Regions from separate parts of the Mus musculus genome. Here regions 1, 2 and 4 are each linked to region 3. Evidence: chromatin contacts called from public HiChIP or PLAC-seq data. All regions are on one chromosome and are shown on one strand. Each heading gives the region's core, a stretch centred on a gene start, on an enhancer-like site or on the middle of the called end of the contact. The rest is flanking DNA. Distances are from core to core; before and after follow the strand shown. Region 1 holds the start of Ptp4a2 (protein tyrosine phosphatase 4a2). Region 2 overlaps Adgrb2 (adhesion G protein-coupled receptor B2). Region 3 holds the start of Serinc2 (serine incorporator 2). Region 4 overlaps Nkain1 (Na+/K+ transporting ATPase interacting 1).

Evidence for each region. HiChIP or PLAC-seq counts read pairs in DNA pulled down with a chosen protein or histone mark.
Region 1: an HNF4G HiChIP or PLAC-seq map of pancreatic cancer cells shows a contact between it and region 3. The contact joins the promoter of Ptp4a2 here to the promoter of Serinc2 in region 3. A contact is called at or near these places in 5 of 39 promoter capture datasets (the 3T3-L1 cell line, cranial neural crest, hippocampal neurons and 2 more), 1 of 484 Hi-C or Micro-C datasets (muscle stem cells) and 3 of 115 datasets of contacts at active chromatin or transcription factors (embryonic stem cells, forebrain and pancreatic cancer cells).
Region 2: an H3K27ac HiChIP or PLAC-seq map of differentiating embryonic stem cells shows a contact between it and region 3, with 2.5 times the contacts expected there. The contact joins the enhancer-like site here to the promoter of Serinc2 in region 3. A contact is called at or near these places in 1 of 39 promoter capture datasets (the 3T3-L1 cell line), 1 of 484 Hi-C or Micro-C datasets (nephron progenitors), 3 of 115 datasets of contacts at active chromatin or transcription factors (differentiating embryonic stem cells and embryonic stem cells) and 3 of 9 other capture datasets (adipose tissue, embryonic stem cells and pancreatic islet).
Region 4: an H3K4me3 HiChIP or PLAC-seq map of embryonic limb bud shows a contact between it and region 3, with 2.8 times the contacts expected there. The contact joins the enhancer-like site here to the promoter of Serinc2 in region 3. A contact is called at or near these places in 12 of 39 promoter capture datasets (the 3T3-L1 cell line, the C10 cell line, the HPC-7 cell line and 5 more), 4 of 15 datasets of contacts at CTCF or cohesin (the NIH/3T3 cell line, embryonic stem cells, large pre-B cells and 1 more), 8 of 484 Hi-C or Micro-C datasets (the G1E-ER4 cell line, the HL-1 cell line, Sertoli cells and 4 more), 10 of 115 datasets of contacts at active chromatin or transcription factors (bone marrow-derived macrophages, embryonic basal ganglia, embryonic forebrain and 6 more) and 2 of 9 other capture datasets (adipose tissue and liver).

The regions. Positions count from the first base shown.
Region 1 is chr4:129,817,797-129,823,443 of GRCm38.p6, reverse strand. It overlaps Ptp4a2 (protein tyrosine phosphatase 4a2), which reads right to left and starts at 2,965. Exons shown (of 6, transcript NM_008974.4): 1 at 2,843-2,965.
Region 2 is chr4:130,005,413-130,011,157 of GRCm38.p6, reverse strand. Adgrb2 (adhesion G protein-coupled receptor B2) reads right to left here. Exons shown (of 30, transcript NM_001290715.2): 4 at 5,604-5,745; 5 at 4,242-4,406; 6 at 3,432-3,596; 7 at 3,181-3,348; 8 at 2,985-3,086; 9 at 2,729-2,835; 10 at 1,753-1,947; 11 at 1,608-1,676; 12 at 1,396-1,504; 13 at 764-1,100. Among named protein-coding and RNA genes, the nearest start is that of Adgrb2, 23 kb to the right of the region's middle. Within about 2 kb of position 4,462, at least 18 of the 459 cell types and tissues checked have an H3K27ac peak or open chromatin away from gene starts, as enhancers often do. A contact at or near this core is called in differentiating embryonic stem cells, where this site is marked.
Region 3 is chr4:130,272,846-130,278,415 of GRCm38.p6, reverse strand. It overlaps Serinc2 (serine incorporator 2), which reads left to right and starts at 2,830. Exons shown (of 10, transcript NM_172702.3): 1 at 2,830-2,958. The coding sequence starts at 2,920. It overlaps Gm34957 (a long non-coding RNA gene), which reads right to left and starts at 5,141. Exons shown (of 2, transcript XR_376686.3): 1 at 2,482-5,141.
Region 4 is chr4:130,529,845-130,535,090 of GRCm38.p6, reverse strand. Nkain1 (Na+/K+ transporting ATPase interacting 1) reads left to right here. Exons shown (of 7, transcript NM_025998.4): 4 at 1,046-1,243; 5 at 2,427-2,487; 6 at 2,940-3,021; 7 at 3,177-4,960. The coding sequence ends at 3,186. Among named protein-coding and RNA genes, the nearest start is that of Nkain1, 42 kb to the left of the region's middle. Within about 2 kb of position 3,285, at least 66 of the 459 cell types and tissues checked have an H3K27ac peak or open chromatin away from gene starts, as enhancers often do. A contact at or near this core is called in cerebral cortex and embryonic limb bud, where this site is marked.

The DNA of each region.
Region 1 (5,647 bases), core at 1,716-4,215, 460 kb after region 3:
TTCTGCTATAAACTTGGTTCAAATTAAATATTACTTGACTGACTCATGGAGGGAGTGGTCTGACTTCTGTTCTGAGTCAGAAGATACCCAGTTCAGCAGTTCGGAACTATTTTCTACTGGTAAAGGTGTTCTGAAATGACAGCTTAATCTAGCTACGAAATGTAACATGTTGTCTTAGTAATACTTTTGCATCTGAAGTTCAACTTAGAATTAACGAAGTACTTTCAAGTGAATTTTCTTACATGTGATTTGCCATCTCTTGACTTAATTATCTGCACATCCCAAGAGAAAAACTTTTAAAAAAGTGGTAACTTCAGTTGACTCCTCTGCTCCAATAAATTCCCCCCCAATAACAAACAAAATTCCCAAGCATAAAAGTCTGCTACATTTCTTTAATCAGACTTTCCTCCCAGACACATCCCAGGTGCCTCATAAAAACTGTCTCGAAGCACACACCCTGGGGCCCCAAGACAGTTTCAAGGCACTCTCCTCCTCCCGCATGAAAGCCTAGCTTAGGACCCCACATGCCTCAAGTCAGCATCTCCTCCAACCATCCTCTTGCCTCAAAGGCACTTGTCCTCTCCATTGGCTTCCCCAGCTCTCCTGTGTGCAAACTGCTAGGTCATTCTAAGGATGAGAAATTTCAAAATCAGATATGCTACTGAGAGAATGGTTTGGTATTCTGGAAAAATGACCTTAAACATTTTTAATCCAATTCTTATCATCTGTGTGACCTGGGACAAGCTACTGAACAAAGTGCCTGCTGCCCATGCGTCTCTTATCTCACTAAGTCCAGGGGGCACATCACCAAACCCCCAGTGCCTAGCAAACAAACAGAAGCATCTCAAAAAGCCTGCCAAACAAATGCCAACAAGGCTAACCTCCCCTTCGTGGCGTGATAAATGAATATTAAAGGCACCTGAAGCATAGCAGCACTTATTACTAATCACTCCCACCTCCCAGGAAAAGACAATTCTGCCTCTCAAGCAGGGGATGCCAGTTTCTGAGAGGACACACTAAGAATACACCATTCATTTCTACCCAAGCTTAGTGGGGTCATGCCTGCCATGTTAGCAGCTGGAAAGCTGCAGCAAGAATACCACAAATGTCAGGCCAGCAGTTAAGTTCCAGGCCAGGCTACAGGATGAGACCTGACCTCAAAAGAACTATGATAGATAACTTCATATTGAATTTTGTTGTAATTCTATACCCACTATCACAAAGAACCACCTTTTTTTTTAACTTTCCTTATTCCCAACATTTTTTTGTAGTAGTGTCACTAGGAATTAAACTGAGTTCTTCTTTGTACGAGGCAGTGCTCTACGGCAGAGCTATCCTCAGATCCCTTTTACTATTTTGAACACCCCCCCTCCTTTTTTTTTTTTTTTTTACTATTTTGAGATTTAGGCCTCACAAAGTTTCACAAACTGCCCCTGAAACCTTCCATCCTCTGGCCTCTGATGCCCGAGGAGCTGAGATCACAGACCTCTGCCACCAGGCTCAGTTTTACTCACTTATTTCCAATTACCTTCTATGATTACATCATTAAACAGAAAATCTTTATCAACAGTTCATCTCAAATCCCCAACTCAGCCTACTTATATACCTATACCTTTAACACTTGGGAGAGACTTGAGGCAGGAAGATCAGAGTTCAAAGCCAACCTGTTATGAAGCATTTGAGATGATACCAAATCAAGAACCTATTTGGAACTTCTAAAAGTCCAATAAAACAAATGAAACAAAAGAACTTCTTCTGCATCCCCCATAGAAAAAGTCCATTAACAATTCTTTCCGATCATCCGATCCAAAACTAAGAGTGTCAGGATCAAAAAACGAAGCTCTGATAATGTGAGTTCTTCTATAGTCTTAGTTTCCTCTTGCACACTAACAAGGCTCAACTTCTCTCACTTCCTGTCTGAAACAGCTCAGTAACACAGAGCGGGGAAGCAAGTAAATACCATATACTAATCCAGCAATAGCGACTCCAAACTGAAACATTTGCTGAATGCCTACAATGACGCTAGATTAGTCACTTTATACTTCGTGACAAATCCAAGGGCAGAAACTAAACTATGGCACTTTATCGATATTTATGACCGTTTCTTAGGCGCTTTTCTGCAGAAGGATACGAGAGAGTCACAGATAAAAGATACCGCGGCTTACCTCATTAAATAGCCTTGACCTCAACACTGAGCATTTGCCAAAAAAAAAAAAGTTTACGCTTCCGAATACTTTACCGGCTAAAACTCAGACTCCGGGACAAGAGTCAAGCTTGGATGGTTAGCGCTGGGAAATGGGGGTGGGGAGGATGGCAAAGACATCTCTGGAAATTCATAAATTTACAATACATTTTTACGAAAAGGGGAAAGAACGCCAGAGATCAGCGTCACGGGAGACTCAGACCCTTTTCTCTTACTTGACTGCAACTCAGGGATCCCACGCTTGAGTGAATTAAGTCCCTGGACGCGAAGGGTTCCCTATCAACACAAAGACCAAGGGGCCTCCAGGATGCCTGTGCTCACGCGCCGGACAAACGCAGGCGCACCCCTGCACACCACCTAGTCCGCCACGCTCCTCCTCGTCCCCACTCGCTCTCACCACACCTTCGCCCCCACAAGGACACATGCTGCCCGCACACGCACCTTCTCCCGCATTCTTCTACGCTCTCTCGCTCTCTCGCTCGCTCACCCCACCTCGAGCCGCGCTCCCCGCCCCTGGCCCGGCCCGGCCCTCCTTCCGGGGACGTGTCTCGGGCCTGCTCTAATGGCAGCGGCGCCTCCCGCCCTCCCCTGCCCGAGGCCCGGGCGCCGCGCGGGGCCGCCCGGGAGGGGCGCACTCACGCTGGCAAGCTGGGGACTGGGCATTGAAGGCCGGCGGAGGCGGGAGCGAGGAGGCGCCTCTCTCCTCAGTCACCTCGGCGGCGGCGGCGGCGGCGGGAGCGGCGGCGGCGGCGGCGACGACTCCCCCCCAGCCTCGGCGCGCGACACCCGGCCCGGCCCGGCGGCGGCGGCGGCGGCGCGTGTCCACGAGTCCGTCTTGCTGCTGCTACTGTTGCTGCCGCGACCGCCGCTGTGTTCCCCCCCCGCTGCCGCCGCTGCCCCCGCTACCGCCGCTGCCCGCTGGCGTCGCCTCGCGCCGTGCCCGGCCGCTGCTGCCGCTCCAGCCGCTCCCGGACGAACGACGGTTACAGCCCGGCCGATCGCGCCGCCGCCACCACCGCTGCGCGCGCAGCCGGACCAGCTCCCGCCGCCGCCCCTCAGGGGGCGCTGCGGGGCGCGGCGCGCGCGGCGCAGCCACGCCCTCGGAACCGATGATTGGCTGCCGGCGGCTCGCGGCGGTTGGCCCCACCCACTCTGCCTACAGAGCTTTGACCCACTGCCCTGGGCGCCTCCCGCGCTCCGCCTCCGCGTGGCTTGCTGCGCTCGGCACTGGGGGCGACGGAAGGCGTATACATGTGACCGGCGCGGGGTGGGGGTAGCGGGGTGACGAACGTGGCTGAGGGAAGCGCCCGCCCACTCTGCGACTCGCCCATCCGCACCTGGGTCTAAGTTAGCGCCTCTGGCCACCCAGTGACCCGCAAGGTCGCGGGCGGATTCCGGATCCCGGGAGGCGCCTCGAGCCAGATCCCGCTGGGTCTGGGACTGGGACTGGGCGGCAACCGGGGCCTGAGCTCGGGGATTTCCAGCTCAGAAGTGGGGAACCGAGTACCTTATACTTGGCTGTCCTTCCTGGAGGCCTCGAACATCTCTGCGAAGTCTCTCTGCCCTGCTCCCCAGACCTCTATCGGGCAAGCAACACACAGACTCTTTAGATACGGAAATGCAGAATTAAGGAAAAAGTTTTTTCCTAGGTATTCTCAACTATTAAGCGGAATACTGTCTTCACAGCACAGATACTCTTCAATACTTAAATAAAGTATGAAGAATGGGCGTGATTAAAAAAAAAAGTCTGGCGGTGGTGGCCTATGCCTTTAAACCCAGTTCAAGGCCAGCCTGGTCTACAGAAAGAAAGCACCTCTAGAATTGGAACTGGGAATAGAACTCTGGGAAAAGCTTGCCTTGCATGTGAGGCCCTAAATTCAACTCTTGGGAGCCTCAAAAAAAAAAAAAAGTTTGAGTTGGATTTTAACAGTTTTGAAGATTATCTTAGAGATTCTCTAATGGAAGGAGGTTTTTTGTGTTGTGTTGTTTTGTTTTGTTTTTGTTTGCCTTTTGCTTTTGAAACCTGGCCAGAAGTTATAAGCCAGTTCATGCATCTTGATTTCTTGTTTGGAAAATGTGGTTACCCGGTGAGTTGGGAGGCTGGTTTGGGCTATTGCCAAGTGGAACAGGAAAAGGCTCTGGAGGCTGGCCTGAGAAGTGGGTTAGATTTCCCCAAGATGGGAGTGGGCAGAAAAGTGTATACTCACTATCCCGCACGGAACCCTCGCCCACCCAGGATTGACACTTACAAGGAAATGAGAATGCCCCTGGAGCTATCGCTCCCCAGTGTGTTCATCCTGCCCTTGCCCTGTGAGGAAATGCAGTGGTCAGTGGTCATTAGCCCTTTCCCACGAGGCAGTCCTGGAGCATCGCTCCTCACCAGAAGCTGCCCTTTAGAACTTAGTTTTAAAAAGAAAGATCTAATGACTCAGCCTCCTACAGCCACAGCGCAGAACTCAGGAGGATGGGGTATTTTAGGGCAAGTCTGTGTGGCCTTGCTGTGTGGGAGTTAAAAGGCCTTGAGGAGCAAGAGAGTCTAGAGATTAGAATCAAGGCCCCTGGCAGAGGGTGTGAAGGCTGCGCAAGGGTTGCCTGCATTATTCTCCCAGCCTTTCTTCAGGCAGCGTCTCTCCAAGGACAGACTGGAGAGGAAGAACTAACCACCCAGCAGAACTTTGGCTGCATTTCCTGGTTATGGATGCTTCATTTATGGCTTCAAAACACCTTATTATGCACATCCTACCATAGTATGTACAACATGCTATAAATGCCTGTTTTCATGATTCTCCTCTGCAGGACCGGTCTACTAGGGCAAATGAGTAGATAGCTGAAGGAATGAATTTCCCACCGCCTGGCTCTCAGCCGGGCCCTAAAATATCAGTAAGTAACATAACATGAGGATAACAGCAACACCTACACTAATGGCCATTTTTAAAAGCACCTACTCTATTCCAAGCTCTGGGCAAGGTGCTTTTAAATAAATTACCAGACTTATGTTTCTAAATAACCCTGTGAAGAAGGTATTATTAACTCATTTTAAAAGAGAATAGAGGCTTAGAGAAATGAAACGTCAGAGGCAGAACTTGGCCCGGGTTTGTCTGCCTCTGGGGCCCAGATAATCGTGTTAGTCTCTGACTTCCGTCACTAATTGGTGTCCCGCAGAGTGCGCTGGAAAGCCTACCGAGACCTCGGGCGCCCACCTATACGAGACCACAGGGTCACCATCACTGCGCCTTACCCGTAGGCCAGTGAAGAGGTATACAAGCCTCTCAAACCTAGTTTTTCCAGAGAAGGTTACAAGGCAGTTTTACTTCCTCCCCACCATAAACAGAGCGGGAACCGGGCTGCGGGTGCCTTATTAAACCCAAACCACCTTGGCAGTGAGCTTCACACATAAGTACCCTGAGTTTATCCAGGGCCATTGCTGAAGCACTCCAAGTGCCA
Region 2 (5,745 bases), core at 3,213-5,712, 270 kb after region 3:
CATGTGCATATATGCAAGTGTGTGTACATGTGTGTTCATGAAGACTACCTTAGCTGTCCTTCCTCAGGCACTGTCCAGCTTTTTAAGACAGCCTCTCTTATTGGCCTATAACTTTCAAAGCTGGCTAGGCTGACTAGCCTGTAAGCCCCAGGGAGCTACCTCAGTCTCCTTCCTAGCAGCAAAAATGCAAATACATTGCAAGCAAGCCAGGCTGGTGTGTATGGGTTCATGGTTCTCAACCTGTGGGTCCCGACCCCCAAGCCCATTGGAAAACATAGATGTTTATATTACGATTCATAGCCACAGCAGGATTACAGTTCTGAAGTAGCAACATAAAAAGATTTTATGGGCTGGTGAGATGGCTCAGTGGGTAAGAGCACCCGACTGCTCTTCCGAAGGTCTGGAGTTCAAATCCCAGCAACCATATGGTGGCTCACAACCATCTGTAACAAGATCTGACTCCCTCTTCTGGAGTGTCTGAAGACAGCTACAGTATACTTACATATAATAAATAAATAAATCTTAAAAAAAAAAAAGATTTTATGGCTGGGGCGTGGGGTGGTCACTGCAACGTAAGAAGCTGTATTAAAAGGTCGCACACAGCATTAGGAAGGTTGAGAACCTCTGACATTGGTCCTGGGGTCCTCATGCTTGTCTCTCATGATTCTGAGAAGTGACTATGTCCACAGCCAGACAAGGGGCCTCCAGGTATGCGGCTGCAGGAGGAGAGGCTGCAGGAGGAGACGCTCTTTGGTGGACTCACCTGGGGGGCGGCAGGATGAGGCCAAGGGTGCGGTAGAGCACAGCACCGATCACAAAGTAGGAGGAGGACTCTTCGGGGTCAGCTGGGAGAAGGCGCTGGTGGGCGTGGCCTGGGCCAGGGGGCACCGTTCCTGGGCCCCTCCCCCTGCCCGGGCTGCCTGCTGTGGCTGCCCCAGGTGTGGCTGGCTTTCCTGGGGAGGACAGGCTGAGCACCTCCTTGGGTAGAAAGAGACGATCCTCTGAGTGTCGCACCCAGTCCTTCATGCCCCTGCGGCCCCGCATGGGAAACGTGATGTCACTGGACACGGCGGAGATAGGCTCTCTCTGAATGCTGATCACTGCAGCAGAGGGAGGGCGGGCAGGGAGTGCCAAAGACAGATGCAGGGAGATGCATACCAGGGAAGACACATGGGACGTTGGAAGCAACACAGAAGGCAAGGTGCATGAACACAGAGCCGGTGGAGGGAGACACACAGACAGACAGAAGCATGGGGTTAAGCGGAGGGGGGGACAAAACTTGTAAATGAAAGAGCAAACCCAAAGTGTCCCTCAGGACTATCCCTCACCCAGGGAAGTGGGGTGCTAATGTTCTAGTCGGATCCAGCACCCACTCCCCCGCCTGCATCCTTTTACCCAGATTGTCCGTGACAATGAGAGAGCTCTGGAAGGCCTTGAGAGCGTCGCCCACGAGGTGAATGAAATCTTCCACAACACGCAGCAGGTGCACAGAGCCCGGTGACACCTAGGAGCAGAGAGGGTGTGAGGGAGGGTCTGAGGCAGAGTCTGAGGTGGGTCCTGAGAGGAGATGGCTGGAGGCTGAGCCCTCACCCCGGGTGACCCCTCACCTGCTGAGCATCATCCCATTTGTCCTTGTTTTCTGAATCCACCATGAAGCTCACCACCTGGAAGAAACGCTGGGAAAAGAGGGATGGGTGAGGAGGTGTGAACCTCCATGCTGCCCCAGCAGACCCCACCGCTGTGGAGCAGTACCTGCACGTCATCGGCGGAAGGGACATAGGTGGCCCTCTTGAAGGTGTCAGTGACGTTCCTTAGGATGTCCACAGAGAAGAGCAGGTCCCCGCTGTAGTAAGTGCGCCGTGCCAGTAGCTCCTGCAGGCTCCGCACCACCTGTGACATGCCCTCACCTGCCAGCATGCGCTGGCCCTTAGCCAGGTGTTCCCGAAGCTGTGGATGACAGGTGTGGCCCTGTCATTGTAGCATCAGAAACTGGGAGCAGCCCTTGGCCTGGCCTCCCCTCTACCCGCTACGTGCATCCAGGAAGAGAGAAGGCATACAAGATCAAAGAGAGGCTCCCCGGAGACACAGTCTGAGAAGGAGGCAGAGGTGATTTTGGAGACAGAAGGACTCAGAGGTCCAAATGCAGAATAATATGCTGATTTGGGGACTGTGCACTTCCCTGTCCCTAGTTGGCCTTGAACATTCTGAAGCAACACACACACAGGGTCTCTCAAATGCAAGCTTTTAGTGCAAGCAAGCCCTGGGCTGGGAACTAGGGACTCGAAGATAACTTCAACGTTTTCCCTGCCTTCAAAGAGCTCCCAGTGTTGCAGAGAACACTTAAATGCATTCTTTGTTTGTGTTTTGGTTTCCTGAGACAGGGTCTCTCTATGTAGCCGATAGTCCTAAAGCTTGCTATGGAGACCAGGCTGGTCTCGAACTCAAGAGGCTGACTCTGCCCCTCCCAAGTATGCCCATGTCTAGCTTTAAGCCATCCATAACTCTCCATGTCTAAGAAGTTCAGGATGGGGCACTGTGGGTAGGAACACAGAGGTATGTACCAGACATAGAGGAAGATACCTAAGAGGCCCTGACACAGGAGTAGGAGTTTGCCAGACAAAGATACACAGTTTATACCAAGGCATGAGGGAATGAATGAGCCTTAAGCTCCTGCCAGGGCTTGAGACACACCGTATGCCCCGCCCCACACCCAACCATGCACACTCACTGACAGGTACAGGTAGCGGTATTCATGGGATATGCAACGAGCAAAGCTGGGCAGTCCCCAGTATGCTACGCCCTGGGCACTGAGGAGACAGCGGCGGCTAGCAGAACCTGCAGAGATAAAACAGTGACAGGCATTAGGGCTGAGATCTAGCCTACTCCCCCTCCACATCTTGGGATGCAGACCCAGGGCTTGGGCCCAGAGGCGGGCAGCAGGGATGGTGGGGGAAGAGTCTGTGGGCACAGCCACCTGCCCTTACCCGAGGCATTAGGGGGACACTTGTTGTAAATGATCTCGCCAGCTGCCGCCCTCTTCCATGTCATCAACATCACGTACTCATCCCTGCACATCTCATGGAAGGCTGTGGGGATACGGCGGGGGCGGGTGGGGGCGGGGTTTAGCTGGGCTCATATCTGTCCCCCCAGCCCCCAGCCCCAGGGTTGTATAAGCAATACCTGGACACCTCTTCTCACTGCAGGGTTTCACCTCCTCTCCTGTGCCCTCGCAAGGGTAGCCCTGTGTGCCAGAAGCCTGGCACATGCGGAAGCGGCGTTGCCAGCCCGTGTCACACGTCTTGGAGCACAGGCTCCACGCGTTCCACGGCCCCCACTTGCCGTCAGTGGCTATGAGAGAAGGGAAGTGTGAGAGGCCATGCAAGTCTCCAAGGCCAGGGCTACCCCCTGCTACCCTCACACCAAGCACTCACCCGGGCAATCGAGATTGCTGCACTCACGGGTATCCGTGAGGGCACCTGCGCACGTGGCCCAGGCTGGACCCGCCACACTGCATTTCCGGCTGCGCTGCTGGGTCCCATTGGCACAAGATGATGAGCATGGGCCCCAGGGACCCCATTCTAGCCACTGGCCTTCCACTGCATGGGGAGACACAAGCGGGGGTGGCCATTGAGCAGAACGTGGGTGGGCTAGTGTGTGTGCGGGCGGGAGGGGGGAGTTCCACAGGGAGATGGCAGAGCCTGTTGGTCACTTAGACCTGCGCCAGGCCAGACCATCTGAGCTGAGCATATGAAAGGGTCTGAAGAGAGTGGGTGGTGGCTGGGCCGCTTTCTGCCTGCCCCTCAGCAGCTCCATGATACCTCTCCACGCGGCACCAAGGGCAAACCCCAGCGGTGAGAGGTTTTTTTTGTGTGTGTGAGGATGTAGGTTGTAATGGCACCTTCTGATCTTTGCCTACACGTAAGCCCAGCTTTGTGTCCGTGGTGCCATGGACACCAAAGTGCTATTTACAGCAAGGGCAGCTGAGGGCATCGAGGAATGGGCACCGGAAAGCAGGTCCCTTCTGATGGGGTCACAGTATACCAACTCCAAGTCAGGGCTGGGTTTCACCTCCCATTGACTGCTGGCAGCTATACTTCTCCAGTCTCCCCATGCGTGGTCAAAGCTATAGGAACCCACCCCTCCAAGGACAGGGCACGGAACCTGACTGCCTCCCCTAGGTCTTCCGATTCCCCCCACCCGGCTGGGCAGCGCCTGCCTAGAAGCCCCTTGGCGCTACTGACCCGGGCAGGCGGCCATACTGCAGAGTTTAGTCTGCAGCTCGGGACCCTCGCAGGCCTTGCCGCCGTGCTGGGGGGGCACGCAGGTCCGCATCCGGCTCCGAGACCCCCGCCCGCAGCTGCGGGAGCACAGGCTCCAGGACCCCCACTCCTCCCACACGCCGTGCACTGCAAGGAAGCACGTGGCCGGTGGCTGGGCGGCACCTTGGCTCCGCCCACAGCCAGCGCCTACCCATCCGCCCACCAATCAGGAGTTCCGCAATTTTACGACCACTCCTTATTGGCTCCGCCCTGGATTCTGTTGCCAGGGCAAGAAGGTTTAGGGTCCCAGGATAGCCACCCTTTGTGGGGATGTGGTCCCAAATCATACAGGACAGGTTTTGTGGACACCCAGATAAGGTGACCAGGACCAGCCTGAGGAGCCATGGTCTTCTTTTCCTGAGGGGCACAGGAAAACCCAGGAAAGGATCCAAGATCCATCCTTCTCACCCCTTCCCACCCCCAGGCCCAGGGCCTGAATTCAACAGGGCAAGCCTGGGGCAACAGAAGTGCCCCCTCCCAGCCCCAGTCGCAGAGACACACAGACAGACATGAACCTCTACATAGACGCTGACAGACACAATGAACTCACAAGAGAGAACAAAGCTTTGTCCACAATCTCCTGCTACACCCCCAAGCTCAGAGAGCCTCCCCCAGTAGGCCCTAATCTAAATCTGCTGCCAGCACTTCACCCCAGGGGAAGCAAAGAACAGAACTGGTTGACACTGGCCTTTCTATCAGTCACCAACTGACCCAAGCAGACACATGCATTTCCTCAGTACCTGCGTGCAGTTCCTGCCTGCTCAACTGCTTTAAGCATAATGGTCTCTCAAGGGAGGCAATCAAGGGAGTGGAAGGGAAGCCCAGAGCCAAGTGGGGACCCTAAGGGAGGGTATCATTTTAAAATAGAGTGGTCTACATCTTAGATCTAAGGGCAGGCTGAGTATTTTAGCCAGTGTGGGGGAGGGGAGGGGCAAGAATAAGCAAATGCAGAGAGCTGAGATGCCGCAAGGGGTGCTGGTGAGGTCAGGAGTATGGGGGGAAAGGGGCGGGGCGATGTGCAGAGAACAGCCTTGACTACCAAGATGGAGGCACCCGGGGTGTGACGTGCCCAAAGTGGGCCCCAGATGTATGTTCGGATTCTATCGTAACCGGAGTGATTCATGCCAGGCTGGCGTAGTGCCTGGGTAAGGTATATGGAGGACAGGCAAATTTGCAGAGGGATGAGGTAACCAATCATTGGGGGTTGTGGGGGAGCTGTGTTATGTCCTGTCACAAACAGGACCTGACTCTGCTGGCAGATAGGGCAGGAAGGAGGACGCCTACCTGGGCAGGTGGCTGAATTGTTGCAAGGCCGGGTCTCCCGAAGGGGCCCGCTGCACAGGGTCCCATAGGGGGAGGACACGCAGGAGCGGGTCCGCACCTGCAGACCCTGCCCACACGTCAGGGAACACACGCTCCACGGGGA
Region 3 (5,570 bases), core at 1,581-4,080:
GGGCTGGTCCTTCCCTACAGGGTGATGCAGGGTGATTCCAAAGCCTAGCTGGTTTCAGGCATGGGTAAAGCCAGGACCATGACAGCATAGTATTCTGTTGGGAAAACTTCCAGCCTAAAACTGACTGGTTCTTTCTGTGCTGTAGCTAAGCTAATGCCCTCTCCTCTCAGAAAGCACCTGCTCACCTGGCTTTGGTGCTGCACACTTCTAATTCCAGCACTTGGGAGACAGAGGTAGGCAGATGTCTGTGAATTTGAGGCCAGCCAGGTCTACAAAGCAAGTTCTAGGCTAGCCAGAGCTACATAAGAGATATCCTGCCTCAACCGCTTTACCACCTCAAAAAGCAACTACTTCCTTGACCATGTTCGCAAATGCTCATACCTGCTTTGTAGAGTTAAGCAGAATTTACCAGGCCTACTTCAGGGAAGGGGACGGAGGTGTCCTCGGGATGGCATGGACTCTGGGAGGTTGGGGCAGCATAGACTCCAGGTGTCACCCCCTCTGTGTCGCTGTGCTGGGTTATGGAAAGGAGATGCTGTTGGTGGAGGATCCAGTTGATGGAAGGAGGGGTCCAAGGGAGCAACCCCTGGCATGGGGACATTCAGAAGGCGGGTAGCACTTCAGGCTTTGAGGACAGACGTGTGGATGGTGACCGTGCGGGGCCATTGGGTCAGGATGTTGTCACAGTGGAATGAGGAAGCAGCTCACATATCCATGCAAGCATCCTGCCTTGCTGCGTCTCCTCCTTGTGCATTGAGGGTACAGCCAGAGGTGAATTGGTGTGTGTGTGTGTGTGTGTGTGTGTGTGTGTGTGTGTGAGAGAGAGAGAGAGAGAGAGAGAGAGAGAGAGAGAGAGAGAGAGAAGAGATTGTTTTCAATCTCTTCTACTTTCCAAGAGAGGTATGAATGGCTAAGGACAGGCTTTGGGGATCTGAAGTCAGGGCCACCCTTAATGGCCTCCTAGCAGCAATAGCAGCGATTTCTGTGACCACAACCAGCCTTTGGTCAGTGCTAAGTTTACCAATAACACAAACCTCCGTTTTCCTCATGTGTGAATTGGGTCAGGGAATGAGTCTTTTTTGGGACAAACACGGACTCAAACGGTGCCATGAAAGAGTGTGGGGCTCTTGCTTGCGCTCCACTAAGTTGAATTATATGTGAGGTCTGCTGTTGTAGATGTGCCAGGGAAGTGGGCCGAGGTTCATTTCCAGTCAGGCTGGGTCCTGGGCTGGAGGATCTGGTTCTCTTCATCTAGAAGATGTGGGATGTGGGCAAAGCTTTGAAGGCACCACAGGTGGACAAGGAGAAGGACTTTCAGGAGGAAGGCACCAGGTGGGCTGACGTGTGGAGGAGGGAAAGTGCAGGGTATTTGCGGAACAGCCCTGGCACAATTACCAGCTCAGCCAGGTGCTGTATGAATCACTCGGGGAAGCAGTTAGGCCGGATCTTTGGCCCCTGCGGCCAGCCAAACCTATGGACTTCCTTCCCTAACATTATCTGGTCTAGAGTTGGTGGGGGAGAAGGCTGGGGTGAGCTACCATAATTACAGAACTCTGCTGCTGCGCCTCACACCCGATCCTGGGGATGACCTGCCAGGATGCCCTCTCACCCAGTGACCTCCTTAGCTAGGAGGTCATGGCTGTACACAGATAGGGAGTGAGGAGTGCTGAACAGAGTGTGTGTGTGTGTGTCTCTGTATGTGTCTCTCTCTGTGTGTATGTGTCTCTTTCTGTGTGTATGTCTATCTGCCTCTGTCTCTGTCTCTCTGTGTGCAGTGCTGAGCAGTGAGTGTGTGTGCCTGTGTGTATCTCTGTCTGTCTGTCTGTCTCTCTTATGTGTATATGTGTGTGTGTGGAGTGCTGAGCAGTGTGTGTGTGTGTGTGTGTGTGTGTGTGTATTTGTCTCTCTCTCTCTGTATATCTATCTGTGTTTCTCTCTCTCTCTCTCTCTCTCTCTCTCTCTCTCTCTCTCTCTCTCGTGTGTGTGTGTGTGTGTGTGTGTGTGTGTGTGTGTGTGTGATCCAAGACAGGTCCAGAGTTTGAAGACAAGGTGGATGGAGAGGAGAGGGTCTAAACAAGTACGAATCTGGGGCCTTAACAGGGATGGGAATGACACAGGCTTTTATTCATGGAGCAGTTGCTGTGTGTTCTAACAGCCCCATGAGGTTAGCACCTTTAGTTTCAATAGGGGAAACTGAGACTCAGAGAAGCAAAGTAGCCTCCCTTATCCTCCCTCTGTCTGTCCTTCTCTTCTTTCTTTCCGTAGGCAGGATCCCATGTAACCCAGGCTGACCTAGATCTGGCTATGCAGCCAAAGATAATTTTGAATTTGTGATTCCTGCCTCCTGAGTGCTGGGTTACAGGCGAGAGCCACCATGCCCAGTTTTATGTGGATCAAACCTAGGACTTCATGAATTCTCTGGAAACACTCTACCGACTCAGCTACATTACCATCCCCCCACCCCCTTGCCTAGTAATTTACCATTGAGCACCCATAGATTGGGCCGAGGTTTTCCGCCAAGATCCAAGGGCATCAGGGAAGACCACCTCTTACTTCCTCTAACAATGACAGTATTTGGGGTCGGTCACACAATGGCTCCTATGAAGTTCAAATCCAGATGTATTTCCAAATCCTCGCTTTGGTTCAGCAGACAATCCTAGCTCAGAGTTGAGTTGGGCTGTGCCCCTGTCGTTGCTGGACTTTCCCCATCTCAACCTCTTTAGGAAATGTCTGGCGCCAGTACCTGTCCCAGGTGAGTCCTAGGAGGCCCCGAGCGTCGCCGGAAAGTGACGAGCGGCTTCGGCAGGTGGGGCGGGGCTGGGGCGGGGATGGGTTTGGGGTGGGGCCAGCCAAGCGCCTGGAGTCCCACCGGATCCGGGATCCGAGGCCGGTGCCCCGAGCCCCGCGCCCCTCACCGCCATGGGGGCCTGTCTCGGGGCCTGCTCCCTGCTCAGCTGCGTGAGTGCCCACCTCGTCCCTGCCGCGGCCCCGCTCACTTTTTCTCTACCTTCTTCCTCCAAGTACTTTCTTCTTTTTGCTTCCTCCAAACTTGCCTTTCAGAGGCCCCACCGATGCCCTTCTTATCCTCATCCCCCAGCTGCTCCGCTTCGGCCGCGGTGCGCTGGACAGCTGGTGTCGCGGCTCGGGTGACCGCGGGGGAGGGGTGGGGCGCGGCCGGGCGCCTTTGGCGCCGTCACTCCGAGAACCGGGATACTGAGGCCGGCAGCGGGTGCGGGGAGCCCCGCGGCCATTGCGCGCTCCCCAGCTCAGAGCACCCCCAGGTTGCGTGGCGCGTCTCTCTCCAGGGCGCGGGACTCTTTGTGTAACTGGTAGGGTCCCGGCCCCGCTGAGCTTACTGTCTTTCTGGCAGAGCGTCTGTCATTCTGTCTGCCCCTGTCGCCTGGCTTAGTCTGTTCTTTTGTGTTTGTCCCGTTCACTTCTCTAGGATTCGGGCACTGTCTGTCTGTCTGAACGTCGTCGTAACCAGCTCCGTCTGCATCCTCTTTCGGCGCGCAGTCTGGCCCGCTCACTCTAGGGCACCCCCCCTGCAAGCGCTGGACCCTTTCCCTCCAGCTCGAGCTGGAAAGGAGATGGGGGTTGGGTAAGAAGGGTGGGCAGGAGCCCCCCCCCCCCCATCCCGCTCTTGAGCGAGGTTGGTGTCGGTTGTCACTGACTACCTGTGCCAAACTTTGGATTTGGAAAGATCCAGAAATTGAGGGAGGTTGCGTGTGTCCACCTGGTCGCCACTGTTGGGGACCAGGCGGGAGGCCAGCTCTGTTTTGGGGCAGCAACCAGCACAGGGGAGGGGACCCGGCCGGCCATAACCGGCCGGGAGGCCCCCACTTCCCCAGCCCCCTTTCTTTTCCTTCTTCCCCTCATTAAATCTGAGGCTCTTTCAGACAGCTCCCTCCCCTTCTGGCCCCACACAAAGAGGGGCGGAGAGGGCTCCCGCGGCTGGCTGCTGTAGGAAGGTTCGTTCAGGACTTGCATCCTTTGTCCCTGATTTGTGTGCGTGTTAGGAGCGGGTGCCCAGGAGAGAGCTGCGCATCTAGAGGTTTTCTTTGTAGCCATTTTCTGAGAGTGAGCTCAGTCTGGGGAGGCAGTGGCGTGGGTCCCTGGACACAGCTCTTGTCCTCTCTTGGGCCTCTCTTTCCACTGAAGTGGGGGGGGGGGGGAGAGGGAGAGACGGGTAGAGGGAGAGAGGGAGAGAGAGAGAAGCTTGAACAGGAGATCAGAGTAAGGCTATTCCTTGCTGATGCTCATACCCCTTCCTGGGACGGGTTTGCTTCCTGGTTAGGGAGGGAGACGTTCCCACTCACAGACCATGATTCCCATCTGGTCTTGCCTGGTTACCCGTGTCCTACTGGGAGAGGGGTTGTGAGGGCAGTTCAGCCAATCCTTCTATCCTGATCTCTCCATGCCTGAACTGAAGGCCACCGCAGTACCTCCTTTGGTATACTCTTGGTGATATGGGCAGATGAAAGGTGGAAACTGCCGCCCAGCTCCTGTGTACAGTGAGTGGGCATTGTGGGAGCTGTTGTCACCCAGGAGGAGACGTAGGTGGAGAATTCCATCCGGAGAACAGAGCCAAGATCAGCTCTGAGTCACCCAGTCTGCAGTCTACGGAGCTGAGGCCAGCCAGGACTGCTCAGACCCTCGGCTTCCTGGTCGGGTTTAACATCTGAAGTCAGGGAACTGAGAGATGGCTCAGCAGTTAAGAGCACTGGCTGTTGACTCAGAGACCCCAGGGTGGCTTCCCAGCACCCACATGGCAACTCACAATCATTTGTAACTCCAGTTCCAAGAGACATGATGACCTTTCTGATCCCCTCGGGCACTGCGTGCTCGTACTCATACACATAAAAAAATCTAAAATATAATTTTTAAGAGTCTGAAGCCAGGTGTAGTGATGCATGTCTGCCACCCCAGTATTCAGAATGTAGAGGCAGGGGCTGGAGAGATGGCTCCGAAGTTAAGAGCACTGACTGGCTGCCCTTCCAGAGGTCCTGAGTTCAATTCCCAGCAATCACACAGTAGCTCACAACCTTCTGTAATGGGATCTGATGCCCTTTTCTGGTGTGTCTGAAGACAGTGGCAATGTTCCCACATACATGAAATAAATAAATAAAATCTTAAAAAAAAAAAAAGAATGTAGAGGCAGAATTTCAAGATCTGCTTCTACTACATAGTGATTGTCAAGCAAGCCTGGGATATATATTCCCCTCTGGGAAAAAAAAATCTCACTCTTGGTCCAGGTGTCTTCTCTCATCCACACCCCCACCACATTCTGGGGGAGACTTGAAGCTACTTAGTGTCTAACATCTGTGAAGGACCTGCCCCTGTTTCCTCTGACATTTAGTGTGCCAGGTGCTGAACTAAGATCGAGGATCGTGCTCTCTCACTGACTCTCCATGAAGCCCTCTGGCATTGCTATCCTGTTTTAGAGGTGACTATGCCAACCATGACCACCACTCATTCTATCCTTATTATAGGTCGGCACCCAGGAATGGAGCTACCTGGTGACTCAGGCCCAGCAGTGTAAGAAGGATACTTATTTATTTATAAGTATT
Region 4 (5,246 bases), core at 2,036-4,535, 260 kb before region 3:
ACAATGTACTCATATACATAAAACAAATCAATAAATCTTTAAAAAAAAAAAAAAAAAAGGTAGGCCAGAGAGAAAACTCAGTGTTTGCTTTGTAAGCCTGATGACGCAAATGACGCAAGCTCAATTCCAGTGGTGGAAGGAGAAAAGAGAGCCAACTCCCAAAAGTTGTTTTTAGACATCTGGACGTGTTCTGTGACACATGTGCACACACAGGCACACATATCACCACCAACAACAATAATTAAATTTAAAAGAAAAAAGGTGAAAGGGCAATTGAAGAAGCCACCCAATGTGGACACACACACACACACACACACAGGGATGGACACACACAGTAGAAGCTTTAATCCCAGCATTTGGGAGTCAGGGGCAGGCAGATCTCTAAGTTTGAAGCCAGCCTGCTTTACAGAGCAAGTTCCAGTATAACAGGGCTACACACAAAAGCCCTGGCGGGGGTGGGGGTGGCGGATGGACCATAGGCAACCCCATGTGGTTACATACATGAAGCTCGATCACAGGCCTGTGTGTTTGCTGCCTGGTTAGTGTGGTGGTCTCAGTCTGACTGAAGGAGTGAAGGAATTGGTGGGTACATAGATGCACACCCTCTAAACAGCTGACCTAGCCCAGCCCCTTCTCCATCTGACAAATGGGAGAGTATGGATCAAGGAGAGGAGAAATTGGTCCAGAGTCACATACAGAGCAATGGGAATCCACTGGGTTGTACGGTAACTTGTATTGCAGATTTCAAAGATGCCAGGGGAGTTAGACCCTGTCTCTCTGTTAATGTTCTTCTAAGTCTGAAATTCAGAGGCTCCAACTTAGGCTCAACTGGATAGCCATCTCAAGTGATACCAGTGTGAAGTCAATGTGATCATCTGCTGCCACCTGCTGGCCAGGTTTGGACTTGCAGGTGCAGGCATTTCCCTCACAAATCAAGCTAGAGAAAGAAGAGCAGGCTGTGAGAATCCACATGGTAGGGGGCACCTGGGGAGAACCCTCCTACCCCTCCCCACCGCTGAGTATCTCAGGCCCCTCTGCCCCCCAGGACCGGGACTTCATCATGACCTTCAACACATCCCTGCATCGCTCCTGGTGGATGGAGAATGGTCCAGGCTGCCTGGTGACTCCTGTTCTGAACTCTCGCCTGGCCCTGGAGGACCACCACGTCATCTCGGTCACTGGCTGCCTGCTTGATTATCCTTACATTGAAGCCCTCAGTAGTGCCCTGCAGATCTTCCTAGCTGTGAGTCCTGTTCATCACCCATCCCCATATTCCCAGAAGTACAGACTCTAGTCCATCCATTCTTTATCCCCATTTAAGAGATGACAGGCCAGATATGGTGGCATAGACTCGCAATTCCATCAGGCAAGAGGCAGAGGCAGGAGGATCAGGATTACAAGTCTGAGATCAGCCTAGATTACATAGTGAGCTCCATACCCTACCCTGCCCAAGAAAGAAAAAGCAAAAGAATCCTGTGTATTCCAGCTCCATTTGTTCCTGTGTCCTGTGACACCTTCCTCCTCCTTCCACCCATCTCCCATCCCCCAAGAAGGGCATAGGCAAGTTTCATGAATGGGATGAGCCGTCAGGCCAAGTCCTGCTGGGCTTAGAAATCTAATCTAATACACCCCCGGGGACCTTGGATAAGTCATTTGCTCTTTCTAAGCTCCCTTGCTATTTGCATAGAAAGGGCAGTGCCAACCTTACAGAGCTTTGAGAACAAGAAAGGAGCTTCATCCGGGCATTGGTGGCACATGACATTTATCCCAGCACTCAGGAGACAGAGATAAGCAGCTCTCTGAGGTCCAGGCCAGCCTGATCTACAGAACAAGTTCCAGGACAGCCAGGGCTACAAAGAGAAAACTTGTCTCCAAAAAAAGCAAAAAGTAGAATAGAAGGGGTTTCAGATCGAGTCCACAGCCAATAATCAAGGGCAGCCTGGGCTGCTTGGGACCATTAATAGGAGGGCCAGCCTTGTCTTAGGGACCTTACACAGGCAGGGTCATAGAATCCTTTCACCTAACAGTCCAGTGATATGACCCAGGCCTAACCGGGAAGACTGGGGCACAAAGGAGTGAACTGCTTGTCAGTCACAGCCTTTTCCTTTTTCTTTTCTTTTTTTTTTTTGTTGTTGTTGTTGTTGTTTGTTTGTTTTTGTTTTTGTTTTTCCGAGACAGGGTTTCTCTGTGTTGCCCTGGCTGTCCTGGAACTCACTCTGTAGACCAGGCTGGCCTCAAACTCAGAAATCCGTCTGCCTCTGTCTCCCAAGTGCTGGGATTAAAAGCGTGCGTCATCACTGCCCGGCTACTCACAGCTTTTTCATGCAGCATTTAACTTAAATGTTTGCTTTGGACAGGCATTGAGTTGGGTGGGTAGAGGGGACAGGGACAACTTCTCTCTCTCTGATTGTTATCCGCTCTCTTAGCTGTTCGGCTTCGTGTTTGCCTGTTATGTGAGCAAAGTATTCCTGGAAGAGGAGGACAGCTGTAAGTGTGTCTCCCCACCACCACCACCACCACCCCCGGGGGTCTTTTCAGCACCGTGGACAGGGCCTCCTCCCCTCCTGGTTGCCCAGGGTCAGCTTGGGAGGAAAGAAGAGACACCAGGGATGGATGGGGTCTGCGTAACCACTCTGGGTTAAGACCCAAATGTCTAAATACTCAGTCCAAGACCCCAGAACCACTTTTGCCCATACTGGACCTAACTGCATAGAAGGGTTCAGAGCCTGAGGTTTTTCCTTCAAGCCTTTCTTAATCTCCGGGGGCGGGGGTGGGGGGGCGCAACACTTGACCCTCCCCTCTCCCACTCCTACGCACAGCCCGATCCCCAGGTCCACGTCCTGGGCGTGGCTGTTCTGGCCCCACCCACCCCTTCCCAGGAGTGGGTGTTCTTCACCTTCAAAACCCAGCCTTCAGGACTCACCCCTTCTCTTCCTCAGTTGACTTCATCGGTGGCTTTGACTCCTATGGATACCAGGCGCCGCAGAAGACGTCGCATTTACAGCTGCAGCCTCTGTACACGTGGGTCCCTGGTGGGGGCGGGGTGTTACTGGAGGGACAGTCATTAGTGTTGGTGGGAAAAGGGGGGCACGGAAAAGGCGTGGGAATCCGGGTCTCCTTGTCTGCCTACTCGCAGGCCTGCAAATGCACTTCTAACCTGCTCTTGTTTCCTGCAGGTCCGGATAGCTTCTGTCCCACCCGCGTACAGTTTTCCCTGGACCACTGGAGCCTGAAGCAGTGCTGTCCGGAGGCGCGGATCACGATAGGCAGGCGCGCCCCTGGTGGCGCTTAGGCTAACTGCAGCTTGTGCAGCCTCCTGGATCTGCAGCCCCTGGAGAAAATGCGGACTCTCAAGACTTGAACTTGGACCTGACCCTAGCTCTAGCAGGACTTCAGGGTTGGGGCAGGACGGGGCGGGGGGGAGGGGGAATCACTGGGTTTGTATTTTTTTTAATCTCAGCCTTGGTACGTGCCGGGGTCTTCCTCTTTCTTCAGCTCTACTCCTTACCTAGTATCTTGCCCTCAGTCCAAACAGCAAGACAGACCGAACTCACCCCATCTCACCTCTCATTCACCTGCCCTGGGGAAAGATACTGTGAACTAGAAGCAGGAGTCCTGGGCTCCAGCTACGGCACCATCACTGACATCCGGTGTGACATCGGGCCGAGTCTTTGCTCCCTCCGGGCCTCAGTTTCCCCACATCAAATAATTAAAATTATCCCTTAGTTGATGATGCTTCTAGCACTCTCGTTTGGCTTTCAATTCCATGGGCTACGCTGCAGATACGGAAACTAAGGCCCAGAGATGTGAGGTGACTTGCTTGAAGCCACACAATAAGGTTTTAGCAGAGGCAGGTTTTGAATCCGGTGTACTCTAGTTTGAGACTCCCCAATCCAGTATCTGGCCTCTGGACTTGGTTTACAAGCCCCAATCTAGCTTGGGCATTCCAGAACACTCACATATCACAGCCACCACGCACCAGCTCCACCCACTCTTAAAGCAATATATCAGTTCGTTCTCTTGGGAGCCAGACAGACAGAGCCTAAAGCCCGAGCTCAGCCTGACCCACAGGAGGCCTTTGTAGACTCAACCTGTTCCTCTTTGGCAAGCTTTTAAACCTCGTCCTCCAGGAAAGTGGGACCTCCACTCCTCTGCCAGGTCCCTAAGCCTGGGTCCCTCTCCCATGATCCCCTCCCACCGAGCAATCCCAGTAACCCTCAATTCTTCCACCTACTTCTCCATTGTGGTCTCCGAGGGGAAGAAGATGGTGTTCGGAAGCAAGCCTGGGGATATGAAAGGGCAGAATGAGAGTGGGTGACTATGGTCAGGAGGACCAGAACCCCACCATTCTTGAGGACAAAGCAGAGAGGAGGGCTCTTCTTCATCTTCTTCCTCCACAGATGCCCTGAGGACTGTGTCCTCAGTAGTGCTTGCTGACTTATGTACAGAGAGAACAAACATCAGTCCCTCCAATCTGTGAAGCGGAAACAATAGGAAAGGCAGCTAAGAAGCAGAGGAACCTAGCAGGGAGCTTGCACAGTGGGGGCAGTTCACACCACACTGTGGTGAACACGTCACTCTCCGGGCTTTTCTGAGTTAGAGCGGCAAGCCCACTCCACGACTCCATCCAGCGTGCCACACAGAACAGCCAAGCTGGGAACTCCACTGGCCATCACAGTCCCTGGGTCGTGAGCCTAATCAGAGGGGAACAAGTTTCCTTTAGGCTAGGCTACCTCTTGCCACTGGGCCACCTCCCACCAGCCACACTCACTTCTCCCCATCCCTTCCCACAGGGCTCTTTCTACTCGAGGGTTTAGCCACGGATGCTTCGAAGCCTTTGGTTTTATAAGCTGGGTTTTGCAGGGGGTCTGGGTTTGCTTCTCAAGACCTTATGGGCTGAGACCTCCCTGGTATCCATGCAGGTTGGTTGATTAAAAAAAAAAGTGTTTTCTTCACTGTGTATCTGTCTTGCCCTCTTGGTTGGAAAGCTCTCCAAAGGAAAAAAGCCCCTGAAAAAGGGGGGGGGGGGGCAAAACTGGGTGTTCATACATGGAGTGTGTTTGTTTGAGACAGAGTCTCACTATGTAGACCTGACTGATTCAAGACTCACCATGTAGACCAGGGTGGCCTTGAACTCATAGACATCTACTTGCCCAGCACTCTAAAATGCTAGGATTAAAGATGTGAGCTGCTGCATGCACCCCTCCTTCTAAAACTATCTTATTTATAATCATTTGTTTGTGATG